2 separate regions of the Sus scrofa genome follow, and region 1 is linked to region 2. The links are chromatin contacts, called in public HiChIP or PLAC-seq maps. All regions are on one chromosome and are shown on one strand. The core of a region is the stretch at or near the end of the contact, and the rest is flanking DNA. Distances in the headings are between cores, read along the strand shown. Region 1 overlaps SVIL (supervillin). Region 2 has its middle 21 kb from the start of SVIL.

The links. HiChIP or PLAC-seq counts read pairs in DNA pulled down with a chosen protein or histone mark.
Region 1: an H3K27ac HiChIP or PLAC-seq map of alveolar macrophages shows a contact between it and region 2. The contact joins two enhancer-like sites. A contact is called at or near these places in 1 of 47 Hi-C or Micro-C datasets (skeletal muscle) and 2 of 2 datasets of contacts at active chromatin or transcription factors (alveolar macrophages and skeletal muscle).

What each region holds. Positions count from the first base shown.
Region 1 is chr10:41,322,982-41,329,804 of Sscrofa11.1, forward strand. All of the region lies in intron 3 of SVIL (supervillin), which reads left to right. Among named protein-coding and RNA genes, the nearest start is that of SVIL, 150 kb to the left of the region's middle. Within about 2 kb of position 4,665, at least 1 of the 83 cell types and tissues checked has an H3K27ac peak or open chromatin away from gene starts, as enhancers often do. A contact at or near this core is called in alveolar macrophages, where this site is marked.
Region 2 is chr10:41,152,175-41,158,639 of Sscrofa11.1, forward strand. No RefSeq gene overlaps it. Among named protein-coding and RNA genes, the nearest start is that of SVIL, 21 kb to the right of the region's middle. Within about 2 kb of position 4,422, at least 1 of the 83 cell types and tissues checked has an H3K27ac peak or open chromatin away from gene starts, as enhancers often do. A contact at or near this core is called in alveolar macrophages, where this site is marked.

The DNA.
Region 1 (6,823 bases), core at 3,415-5,914, 170 kb after region 2:
GGGTAATCATTTTTAAGGGCACAGTTCAGTGGCATTAAGTACATTCATGTTGTTGTGCAGCCATCACCACCGCCCACCCCCAGAACATGTTATCTTCCCCAACTGAAACTCTGTGCCATCAAACCCTAGTTCCCCCTTGCCCCTTCCCTCTTGTTCCTGGTAGCCTTTCTATCTCTATGAATTTGATTCTTCTGCTTGCCTCGTCTATGTGGAATCATACACAATTTGTTCTTTTGTGTCTGGCTTATTTCATTGGACATAGTGTCTTCAAGGGTCATCGATGACACATATTCATAGCATGTGTCAGAATTTCACTTTTGAATCCTGAGTTGAATAATACTCCATTGTATGTATATTTCACTGAAATATGGCGTATGTGGGTTCCCAGGCTAGGGGTCCGGCAGAACTGTAGTTACCGGCCTACCCCAGAGCCACAGCAACTCGGGATCTGAGCCACGTCTGCGCCCTGCACTACAGCTCATGGCAATGCCAGATCCTTAACCCACTGAGCAAGGCCAGGGATCAAACCCGCATCCTCATGGATACTAGTTGGGTTTGCTAATCACTGAGTCACAATGGTAACTCCTAAAATATATATATATATATATGTATATATGTATATATACATATATATATATATAAAATATTTATTTTATTTATAATTTTTTTTTATTGGATGTGGCATGAGGAAGTTCCCAAGCCAGGAATTGAATCTGAGCCACAGTAGTGACAGTACCAGATCCTTAACCACTAAACCCCCAGGAATTCCCAGTATATATTTGAAACATGAAAGTGACCTTGGTCTTTTGTGTTTTTTTGCTCTGAGAAACAGTTGACCATCTTCTCTTGCTCTAAGCTCCTCACATTGTTTTCCCCAAGAATCATTAGCTATAGATTCAAAATCAGCCAGAAGTTAAAATGATTACATTCTCATGACAAATATTAAAATTACTGTAAAGTATGAAGTTTGAGGGATTGCAATAAGCCTTTTCTTTAAAAAAGGATTCTTCCGAGTTCCCTTCGTGGGTCAGTGGTAACAAACCCAACCAGCATCCATGAGGACTCAGGTTCAATCCCTGGCCTCACTCAGTGGGTTAAGGATCCATCCGGCCTTGCCGTGAGCTGTGGTGTGGGTTGCAGATGAGGCTTAAATCTTGTGTTGCTGTAGCTATGGTGCAGGCTGGCAGCTGTAGCTCTGATTCAGCCCCTAGCCTAGGAACTTCCATATGCTGCAGGTGCAGCCCTAAAAAGACAAAAAAAAAAAAAAAAAAGAAGTGAGGGGGGGATTCTTGAGGAGTTCCCATTGTGGCACAGTGGGTTAAGGATCTGGTGGTATCTCTGGTGGTACAGGTTCGATACCCAGCCCAGTGCAGTGAGTTAAGGATCTGGCTTTGCCACAGCTGTAGCATAGATCACAGCTCATCTTGGATTTGATCCCTGGCCCAGGAACTTCCCTATGCCAAGGGTGTAGCCAACAACAATAACAGCAATTTGAATATAACAAGACTGGCATGGTTCTTTTAACACATCTGAGAAAGAAATATCTGTGAGTTGTAATATTTCTTGTTGCTGAAAGTCCTTTGGCCTTTTCATCGCTGCATACATAGCCTCTTTTAAATCACCTTCCTTAATCATACGACACTAAATTTTATTTGCAGACTTGTCCTAAATATTACCGCTGACTAAAATGCACAAAGCGTTTCACAGTGCATGCTCAAATAAGAAATCTGGAATGTCTGAATAACTAGTAGGTGATAAAAGGAAAATGCAAGGGGCGAAATGGCCTTCCCAACTGATGGGATTACCTCATGTCAGGCAATTCTGCCCCAGATTAAGAGTCTACACCCATAAATAAAACCCACCAAAGAAAATGAGAATACCATTTACAGCTGCTGCTAGCATACAAAATACTCCTTTAGAAGGCTATAAAAATATATCTTTCCCTTTGGAATGTCAGTCCAGCTGTCGACTTGAGTAGCTTAGAGGAGATTTCATGAAAATTGCTCTGTGGCATGTCTTAATGTTATTTTATTATTGATATATGTATTTATTTTTCTTTCTATGGCTGCATCTGCAGCACATGGACGTTCCCAGGCTAGGGGTTGTTGAATTGGAGTTGTGGGTGCCAGCCTACACTGCAGCCATAGCCACAGCCATGCCAGATCTGAGCCACATCTGTGACCTACGCCGCAGCTTGCAGCAACACCAGATCCTTAACCCACTGAGCAAGACTAGGGATTGAACTCACATCCTCATGGATGCCAGTCGGGCTCTTAACCTACCGAACCACAGCAGGAACTCCCATGCTTCTTAATTTTAAAGAACGCACCATTAAGTCTCTGTAGTGTGTATCCGGACAGACATCTGTTAGTCATTGCTTCACGCTGTGCTATGTTGCCTTCAGTTTCAGCTCATTTTCCTGTGGACGAGGGGGTGGGGAGCCACCCCAGAGCTATTCAGGCAGCACAGGAAGACCTCATATAGACCGTGGGCCCCTATACCTGCATCCCTTTGCAATATGTAGGTTCCCTGCCTGGGTGAAATAACACACTTCCGTTTTCAAGGCGCTTCCATGTCACTTTCTTACTTCATCATGCCCTCACCTTCGTATTTCCCTCTTGATTTTATGTTGGCTGCCCAAGAGGGTGCCTGTTCTGCTTTTTGAAAGGCATTTTAAGAGGTCAAGCTAGGCTTGAGTATTTATCCCAGGTCGTACCCTTACTCAGTCTTCTCATCTGCTGATGAGGATGCCAGTGGAATCCTGCCGAGGACCAGGTGCGCAGGGTGCCCCAGAGCTCTGAGCATCACGCCTGCCTTCCTCTGCCAGTGAGGGTGTGGGTCTTACCCTCTTTTCATCATCATACTGGGTATGGTAGAAGATGGCTTGTGCCAACTGAGGTGTTCGGCTCTTTCCCTTTTCGTTGGCTCTGGTTCTGTTTTCTCTGCCGCAGCAATAACCCCCAAAGGACAGCTGCCCCTCGCCTCACAGGCACACTGAATGTTATCAGCCAGGACCACTGGCTTCTCAGTCTAGCCAAGGTGTAATCCTGAGTCCCGGCTGTGACCATGCTGCTCATTACCTGATGGCTTAACACCTTGATCCTGTGTCGTCAGATTCTGTATCTTCTGACCTTGGCAATGAAGGAAGTGACCCTTCTTAGCGGGACTTGTAGCGACATGGTCCACGGCTAGATGACAGGAATTGTCCCCCTGTTTTGTCTCTGTTACACTATGTCCCAGGTGAATCCTTGACCATTTCTCCCTGTTTCCCCTGCAACGCACGCATGTTAATATTCTGCATCATCGCTTCACGTTTTAGGAAAGACAGGATGAGTTAGGAGCTATAGCCTCAAGGAGAAAGTGGTCCTAACTTTTCCTTTATGCCTCCTACTAAGAAATAGAGTTGATTGGGAATGGGACGGGGTCTAAGAGTGGGATGAACAGTAGGGATTCCATTGCTTGCCTGTTTACTTGCTTCATGCACTCACTCATTCACTGATTCATGCACTCACTCATTTACTCATTCATTCACTCACTCTCTTAGTCACTCATTCATTAGCTTATTCATTTACTCACTCATTCCTTTACCTATCCATTTATCCAGGATTTAGGGGTCCTTGTTCTGAGCCAGACATTGTGCTATAGATGCAGGGGTTGTCCCTCAAGTTTATATAATCCTTTATCCAGGAGACAACGAAAGTCTCCAAGCGGAAAATGTTTAACTGGCAAAAGAGAAGCCCCAAGGGAGAATGGAGTCAAGAAGGGGCTTTCACAGGTGGATTCCGTGCTGGTTGCTGGGGGTGGGTTGATCCAGGCAGTTCCGTGATCGGGGCCCACCTGGGGTCAAGTTTGAGAAGGTCCGTGTTGCAGGTTATAGAGGATGTTGACAAAACTCTGGGTCAGCTCCCGTGTTTATCACCAAGAAATGCGTACCGTGGGTTTAGAAGAAATGCACAAGGGAATCTTATTCCACATGCCCATGGGCAAACTTCCAGTCTTGATTTTTTGGCCAAATCTAAGCCTGGGGGTTTCAGAAGGACCTGTTACCTTCCTCTCTGTTAGTACATGATTGTTTTGGCAATTACAGAAGTAGTTCCTGCCTGTGGTGGAACCTTTGGAAATAGAGAGGGGAAGAGAGTTATGTCTGAGTTGGGAGAGAATTAATGTTCTGGTCTGTTTATTACCTTTCTGATATTCTGTGTGTGTGTGTGTCTAACATGTTGCCGGGGGAGGGGGAAGGGAGTGGGATGGACGGGGAGTTTGGGGTTAGTAGATGCAAACTATTCCATTTAGAATGGATAAGCAATGGGATCCTGCTATACGGCACAGAGAATTATATCCAGTCTCTTGGGATAGACTGTGATGGGAAGACACAACACTGGAAATCATCTGTGCCCTACTGAAAAAAAATAAATTTAACTAAAAAAGTCATACAACAACAAAAATAAAACATGAAAAAGTTCAAATCGCCCATTAGTTTCAACCCTGGTTTTCCTGCGTCATTTATGTACCCATTCTTCTACATTTCGCCCTGCGTGGGTAGTTCCAGTTTTATACATTTATAACCACCATCCTGGTACACGCATCCTTGTACCCACTCCTGGTCACTTCCTTGGGTCTATTTCCGGAAGTAGTATGCCTGAGTCATTGCTTTATCCGCTGGTCACATCCTTAGCCTGTCCTGCGAGGAGCTGAGGGCCTTGTGAAGGGAGGGAGGAGGCAGACAGTCATCTGCTGGTCACATTCTTCACTTTCTTTGCGACACTCACCCTCCACCAGGCAACACCGACTTCTGTCTTTGTCTTGGGTCTCAGATATGCCCTTCCTTGTGTCTGGAGTCTGCCCTTGAAAAGCAAAATAAATAAATAAATACATAAACACTTCGGAAACATCCAGTAAAATATTTTACTTCAGTAAAGCATTGCTTCTGAGTATTGAAGACAATAGTGCTTTGACAATGGACACGATGACTGTATACGAGCTATAAGGAAAAAAATAAAAATCATTATATAGGAGTTCCCGTCGTGGTGCAGTGGTTAACGAATCCAACTAGGAACCATGAGGTTGCAGGTTCGATCCCTGGCCTTGCTCAGTGGGTTAAGGATCCGGCATTGCCATGAGCTGTGGTGTAGGTTGCAGATGCAGCTCGGATTCCGCGTTGCTGTGGCTCTGGCGTAGGCGGGTGGCTACAGCTCTAATTCAACCCCTAGCCTTGGAACCTCGATATGCCTCAGGAATGGCCCAAGAAAATGACAAAAAGACCAAAAAAAAAAAAATCATTGCATATATAAAAAAATTAAAATGGACAAGATGAATGTTTCTAAGGGGATGTAGTGGCCGAGAATTTTGTGTGTCTTGTGTAGGAGCAGCAATGCTGAGCTGGTGGTTCAGTGATCTCAGTTTTAACTTAAGATATCTTCTCCCTAAAATTTAAGAAAATCACAATTGCAACATAGTTTTTTCTGCAGATAAACAAAATATGTTAACCTACAGAATAATGGGAGGAGATCTTGTGCTACTGTATTATAATTATTAAATATACTATTATGGAGTTCCTCTTATGGCTTAGCTGGTTAAGAACCTAACTCATGTCCATGAGGACTCGGGTTCGATCCCTGGCCTTGCTCAGCGGGCTAAGGATCCGGCGTTGCTGTGAGCTGTGGTGCAGGTTGCAGATGAGGCTTGGATCTGGTGTTGCTGTGGCTGAGGTGTAGGCTGGCAGCTGCAGCTCTGATTCAACCTCGAGCCTGGGATCCCTCATCTGCCGTAGATGCAGCCCTAAAATGAAAAAAAATATATATATTATTAAATGGTTATTATTCTTTCTAGTTATTGGAGGGAAAAAAAAAATGTCCTGGTAACTTTTACTGCTGTAAAATGTAGATTTCTTCATTGTCTTTTTTGGTTTCATGTGAAGGGGTTCCTTAAGTAGGAGGTTACATTGCATATCCATAGTTTCATAAAGACATCTATGGTTTTTCTTTTCAACAGTCGAGCCATATTTAAATCTGTTTGCTTTGTATCATAATTGAAGGGCGAGACAATTCTAATAAGAGCTCATGACCAACTTAAAGAGAATGTCCTAGTTCTTTGTATCCTGGGCTGGAATTTTCATTTAAAAAGCTTAAAGTAGAATTATTCCATAATAATTCAAAAGAAGCATTTAGATTCACCAAGGATAATTCTTTTTTTTTTTTTTTTTTTTTTGTCCTTTCTAGGGCTGCACCTGTGGCATGTGGAGGTTCCCAGGCTAGTGGTTTATTCAGAGCTACAGCTGCCTGCCTACATCACAGCCACAGCAATGCCAGATATGAGCCATGTCTGTGACCTACACCACAGCTCACAGCAATGCTGGATCCTTACCCCACTGAGTGAGGCCAGGGATCGAACCCTCAACCTTATAGTTCCTCATCAGATTGGTTTCCACTGAACCACGACAGGAACTCCATGTGCTTTCTAAACTAAATCCTTTTGGAAGGATTATGTGTAAATATAAACCTCATTCCATCTTATCTAATGATTCATGTTCAGAATCAGGTGCTTCCACAATTTCCTCCCCTTCTTCCTGTCTTTGCAACTGCTTTCTTTTGTCTTCTTGTTCCTAGTCATTGCCTGACAGTCAACTTTCTGCTGCAGTTACCCACAGCACTAAGATTGTTCCTTGTGGAGTTTTTTTCACCTGCCTTATTTGCCCTTTCATCCCAATTTTCTGAGAGTTGGAATCATCAACAGTACAGAGAAAATGCCAGATGCCATCCCTGCCCCATGTAGTAGCCAGCATTAGCATCCCTTATATTGCTATGCCTTAATTAATTTGGCATAG
Region 2 (6,465 bases), core at 3,172-5,671:
GCGAACTCTGTCTAATCAATTATGATGGAACACGTAACGTGAGAAAAAAGAATGTATACATATATGTGTAACTGGGTCCCCATGCTGCACAGTAGGAAAAAATACATATATAAATAAATGATTAAAAATATATATATCTCAATATGACAGGCATCGCGTTGGTGGCTGCTGGCTCGGTGGGGGCCACCCCATTCTTTCCTGGGTCCTAAGCCACTCTGAACTCCAAGGGGAAATCCCAAATCTTCCCACATGCCCTGTTGCCATGATGTTGAGCCTTGGAATCAGGAGGTAGGAACTGAGAAGGGAGAAGATTCTAGAAGAGTCCAACAGAAATAAAACGTGACTTGGGAGTTGAGAAAGACAAAGCAAGTGGGAGACGAGAAAAAGAAGACAAATAAAGGCAGAATAGTTTATGCTGCCTGGGTCTGTGGAATCTGAAAAGCCTTGGGCCTCAGGTGGAAACCTGGGTGGGCCAGTGAGCTTACCCTGGAAGTCATGGGAAGGTGTAAGAATGGAAGGTGGCAGCAGTGCAATCGGGCAGCAGACCAGAGCTGGGAAGAGGAGGCGAGGTCCTCCAACAAGAGCTGAAACAGAATTCTCAGCAGCTCCCCAGACTCAGCACATACAAGGGGACTCAAGGAAGCCATCAATACGCAGCCAGGTCCCAGCAAGACCTTGGGGCAGCTCTGAGAAGGACCAGCATCTCCAAGAAGATGAACCCACTTTGCAGACTGAGGTTTCCCAGGAAAACCTCTCTCTGGGTCTATATGCAGACTTCTCCCAACTTGGTCTTTGTGTTTCATAGTATTTTCTACTCCCTAAATGTTTTTTTTTTTTTTTCTTTCCAATCAACTTCATTGAGGTCTGGGTTTAATTCAATAAAACACACCTACTTCAAAATGTACATGATGAGTTCTGACAAGTTTGTACACCCAAGTAACCCAAGTCGAGACACAGATCATGGGCTTCACCCCAGAAAATTCCCTTGTACTGCTTCCCACTCAATCCTTCCACCCCAGCTCCAGGCAACCACTGGTCTGCTTTCTGTCACTATAGATTAGATCTGTCTTTTCTGGAATTTCATATAAATGAAATCATACAGGACAGCCCCTTTGCTGTGTCAGGGTTTTTTTTTTTTTTTTTCTCAGCAGAATGTTTCTGTGATCCATCCCTGTCACTGTGTCTAAGCAGTAGTTTTCTGTTTTTATGGCTCACTAGCATTTCATTGTCTGATGATACCTCAGTGTGTTGATCGGTTTACCTGTGGATGAAATTAGGGTTGTTTCCACTTGGGGCTGTTACAAATTAAGCTTCTATGAACATTTGTCTACGCATCTTTCTGTGGACATGTGTTTTCATTTCTCTTGGGTAAATATTAGGAATAGGATTTCTGGGTGGAGCCTCGAAACTGCCAAAGTGCTTTCCACAGTGGTTGCAGCATTTTGCCTTCCCACCAGCAACGGTGTGAGTCCCTTTGCTAGGTCCTTGCCAACACTGGCTATGGGCTTGGTATGTCTTTTTCCCTCGCTCTCTCTCTTTCTCTCTTTTTTAAAAATTTTTAATTTTTAAAGGAGTTCCCGTCGTGGCTCAGTGGTTAACGAATCCAACTAGGAAACATGAGGTTTCAGGTTCGATCCCTGGCCTTGCTCAGTGGGTTAAGGATCCAGCATTGCCGTGAGCTGTGGTGTAGGTTGCAGACGCGGCTCGGATCCTGCGTTGCTGTGGCTGTGACGTAGGCCTGTGGCTACAGCTCCGATTCAACCCCTAGCCTGGGAACCTCCATATGCTGCGGGAGCAGCCCAAGAAATGGCAAAAAAAAAAAAAAAAAAAAAAAAATTTTAATTTTAAAAAATGTTTTATTTTTTTTATAATGATTTTTATTTTTTCCATTAAGCTGGTTTACAGCGTTCTGTTGATTTTCTACTGCACAGCAAGGTGACACATACATGTATGCAGTCTTTTTTCTCACATGATCAAGTTCTGTCACAAGTGACCAGACATAGTTCCCATTGCTATACAGCAGGATCCCACTGCTTATTCATTCCAAAGTGTTTTTTTATTTTTATTTTTATTTTTTGTCTTTTCTAGGGCCGCACCTGTGGCACATGGAGGTTCCCAGGCCAGGGGTCTAATCGGAGCTGTAGCTGCTGGCCTCCGCCACAGCTACAGCAACACCAGATCCAAGCCTTGTCTGTAACCTACACCACAGCTCACAGCAACACCAGATCCTTAACCCACTGGGCGAGGCCAGGGATCGAACCCACAACCTCATGGTTCCTAGTCATCGTTAACCGCTGAGCCACGACAGGAACTCCCAAAGTGCTTTTTTTTTTATTAAACTATAGTTTATTTACAATATTGCATCAATTTTTGCTATATAGCATAGAGACTCAGTCACATACATATATGTATACACACACATTCTTTTTCTCATTACTATCCCCCATCATGTTCTATCCCAAGAGACTGGCTAGAGTTCCTTGTTCTGTGCAGTAGGACCTCATTGCTTTTCCATTCTAACTGGAATAGTTTCCATCTACCTCTTTAAGACATTCTAATGGGTGGGTAGTTGTTCTCTTGTGCTTTTCATTTGCATTTCTCTCTACCTCTTGACCTGAAGGACCCTCTCATGTGCTAATTGCCCATTCTTTTTTTTGAGGGGGCGCTGTACCTGCAGCATATGGAAATGCTCAGGCTAGGGGTCAACTCAGAGCTGCAGCCTGATTCCTCCAGCTCTGCTTTTCTTTCTCAAGATTGCTCTGTCCAGTCCTCCAATGTCTTCCAATATCTTTTTTTTTTTTTTTTTTTTTTTAGGGCCTCACTGGAGGCAGCTGGAAGTTCCCAGGCTAGGGGTTGAATTGGAGCTGCAGCTGCTGGCCTACACCACAGCCACAGCAACACCAGATCCTTAACCCACTGATCGAGTCCAAGGATCGAACCCGAATCTTCATGGATACTAGTCTCGATACTAGTTTCTGCTGCACCACAATGGGAACTCCTGAGCATATTCTTAAAAGCAATTCCAGAAGGTTCCAAAAATCAAAACTTAAATTTGCTGTGCATGGGCAACTGTTTACATAGCATTGACATTGCATTGTCAGTAATACAGAGATGATTTAAAATATATGGGAGGATTTGCCTAGATTATGTGTGTATATGATACAATTCTATAAAAGGGACTTGAGGAGTTCCCATCATGGCTCAGTGGTTAACGAATCCGACTAGGGACCATGAGGTTGCAGGTTCAATCCCTGGCCTTGCTCAGTGGGTTAAGGATCCGGTGTTGCTGTGAGCTGTGGCGTAGGTTGCAGAAGTGGCTTGGATCCCGAGTTGCTGTGGCTCTGGCGTAGGCCGGTGGCTACAGCTCTGATTCGACCCCTAGCCTGGGAACCTCCCTATGCCGAGGGTGCCGCCCTAGAAATGGCAAAAAGACAAAAAAAAAAAAAAAAGAAAAAGGACCTGAACGTCCATGGATTTGGGTATCTGTGGGGCACCCTGAAAGCAATCCCCTAAGGATCTTAAGGGCAACAATATAAGACCTCTGACTTTGCTCTTCTATTCAAAACTGTTTTAGCTACTACAGATCTTCTGCATTTCTATATAAATTTTAGAATCAGCTTGTCAATTGGTATGTTTTTAAAACCTGCTGGAACTTTTACGGAGGGAATATTGATTCCATAGATCACTTTGGAAAGAACTGATATGAAAACAGTACCTCCCAATGCAGGAATATAATATTTCTCTCTATTTATTTAGGTCTCTTTCATTTCTCTCTGAAACATTCTGTAATTCTTACTATTCAGATGTTGTGTCCATTTTGCTAAATTTGTCCCTAAGCATTTCATGGATTTTGATGCTCCTGTACTATTTGTTGTCATTTCAATTACCAGCTTCTCCTTGCTAGTTTAATAAATGTTTTAACAAGACTTTCCACTAAAATTATCCCATTTTTTAAAAAGTCATCAACAAGAAGTTCCGTTGTAGCTCAGTGGGTTAAGAACCCCTTAGAGTGTCCTTGAGGTTTGATCCCTGGCCTCGATCAGCAGGTTAAGGATCTGGCACTGCCACAAGTTGTGTCTCTGATCCAGTGCTGCTGGGGCTGTGGTGTGGGCCTCAGCTGCAGCACCAGTTTGACCACTAGCCCTGGAACTTCTGGTACAGGTACTTTGCTGTACAGGTGCTGTCCTAAAAAGAAAAAAAAAAAAAAAAGACAGCATGTGAACAACAAGTAATTTTTGAAAGAACCATCACCTTTCAAATAGTCTGCAGTGCCCTGCTGGAGGGTTGGGGGACTTTGGGTGGAAGGTGGTTGCGGAAGAGGGGAAAGAGGAAGAATCTGGAACATTACGTGCTATGGATAAAGGTCAAATTGTACCCAAGTAGGGAAAAGAGCAAAGAAAGACCAGTTGAGGAACCGAAAACACACTGTCTCTGTCCCACTTATAGAGACCAGGTAGTTGACTAACTTCCTGTTTGCTGGCCCAGTGGGGACCAGACCCACCACCAGTTAAAGGAACAGAGCACTATTCCTGCAGAACTTCTGAAGATTTTCCTGCATCAGCCGAACAGATCCCATCCATTCTTCCGAGCTCATCTCTATCCATTCTGAAATCCATTCTCAGCCACTCTTCTCCCTGCTCACACAGAACTTTATTTATAACTCACTTTTTATATTTTATAGGATAAATCATAACTCTTTCCTTCACATGTCTCTCTCCAACTGTCCTGCCCGAAAGTTGCTTCAATGACCAATTTTTCTCTCTGCCTCAGAGGTTGCCTCTGAGCTTCATTTCCTCTCAAATCCAACTGCCTTTTCTGTTTTGTTTTTCCTTTTTTCTTTCTTTTTTTCTTTTCTTTTTTTTTTTTTTTTTTTTTTTTTGATCTTTTTAGGGCCGCACCTGCAACATATGAAGCTTCCAAGCCAAGGGTTGAATCAGAGCTGCAGCCGCGGGACACAGCCACAGCCACAGCAGATCTGAGCCAAGTCCGCAACCCACACCACAGCTCATGGCAACCTCAGACCCTCCACACACTGAGCGAGGCCAGGGATCAAACCTGTACCCCCATGGATGCTAGTCAGATTCGTCTCCGCTGAGCCACAATGGGAACTCTGAAACTCCAGTTTCTGACATCGACTACAAATTCCTGTGTGGTCTCAACCTGCCACCTCACCAGCCTCTTCTCCCTTTCTGTGGTTCAGCTGACTCACTTTTTCTTCCTTTAACTCCTTATTTCTTTAACTGCTCATTTTAAGATAATTTCAGACATACAAAAACGTTGCAAAAATAGTACAAAGATCTTTCCTATACCCTTCACCCAACTTCCCTGGAGTTCCCGTCATGGCTCAGTGGTTAATGAATCCGACTAGGAACCATAAGGTTGCAGGTTCAATCCCTGGCCTTGCTCAGTGGGTTAAGGATCTGGCATTGCCAAGAGCTGTGGTGTAGGTTGCAGAGGCGGCTTGGATCCTGCATTGCTGTGGCTCTGGCATAGGCCAATGGCTATAGCTCCGATTAGACCCCTAGCCTGGGAACCTCCATATGCCACGGGAGCATAGAAAATGCAAAAAGACAAAAAAAAAAAAGTACAAAGATCTTTCCTATACCCTTCACCCAACTTCCCTAAATGTGAATATCTTACATAACCAGAGTATAATGATCAAAACCAGGAAATTAATGTTAATAGTGTTGATTTTAAATAATGTGCAACCCAGAGTTGGGTTAAGGACCCAATGTTGTCTCTGAGCACCCAAGTTCCATCCCGAGCCTCCCTCAGTGGGTTAAGGGTCCTGCGTTGCCACGAGCTGTGGTGTAGGTTGCAGTGTGGCTTGGATCCAGGGTTGCCATGGCTAAGGCATAGCCCTCAGCTGCAGCTCCCATTCAGCCCCTAGGCCAGGAACTTCCATATGCCGTGTGCCAAGGGTAAGGCTGTTAAAAAAAAAAAAAAAAAGATAAATGCACAACCTAAAAGCTGAGAATTATATTTGATTCGGCAGACTGATTGAGGACTTACGTCCAGGATATAGCCTCTCAGATTGCTCTGAGGGATTGCTCCACAGAGGCAAGGAAAGAGCGAGGATATGCAGTAGTTTTTGAAACAAACAAACCAACCAACCAAACAAAACAACCCCCCCCCCAAAAAAAAACCCAAACAGGGTAGTAGGATATCAAAAGAGTACTACTAGTTAAAGAAAAAACAGACATCTTAAATGAATGCATTTAGTGCTTTTCTGTGTCTGGGAAGAGGCAAGAGTCTGGGCTTGAAATCTCAAAATTATTCCTTTGATGTGCATCCTGACTATCTACAATCAGTACCCTGTTTTTCTCCACCCTGAATTTCCTTCAGGCTGCACTGGTCGGGGTGGCTGATGGCTTGGTAGCCACACATCCTTTGTTTACTGAACAGGCGACATTCTTCGTCCATAACATGCAATACTGGGGGGAGGTGGGTGTTTGTTTTTTTGTT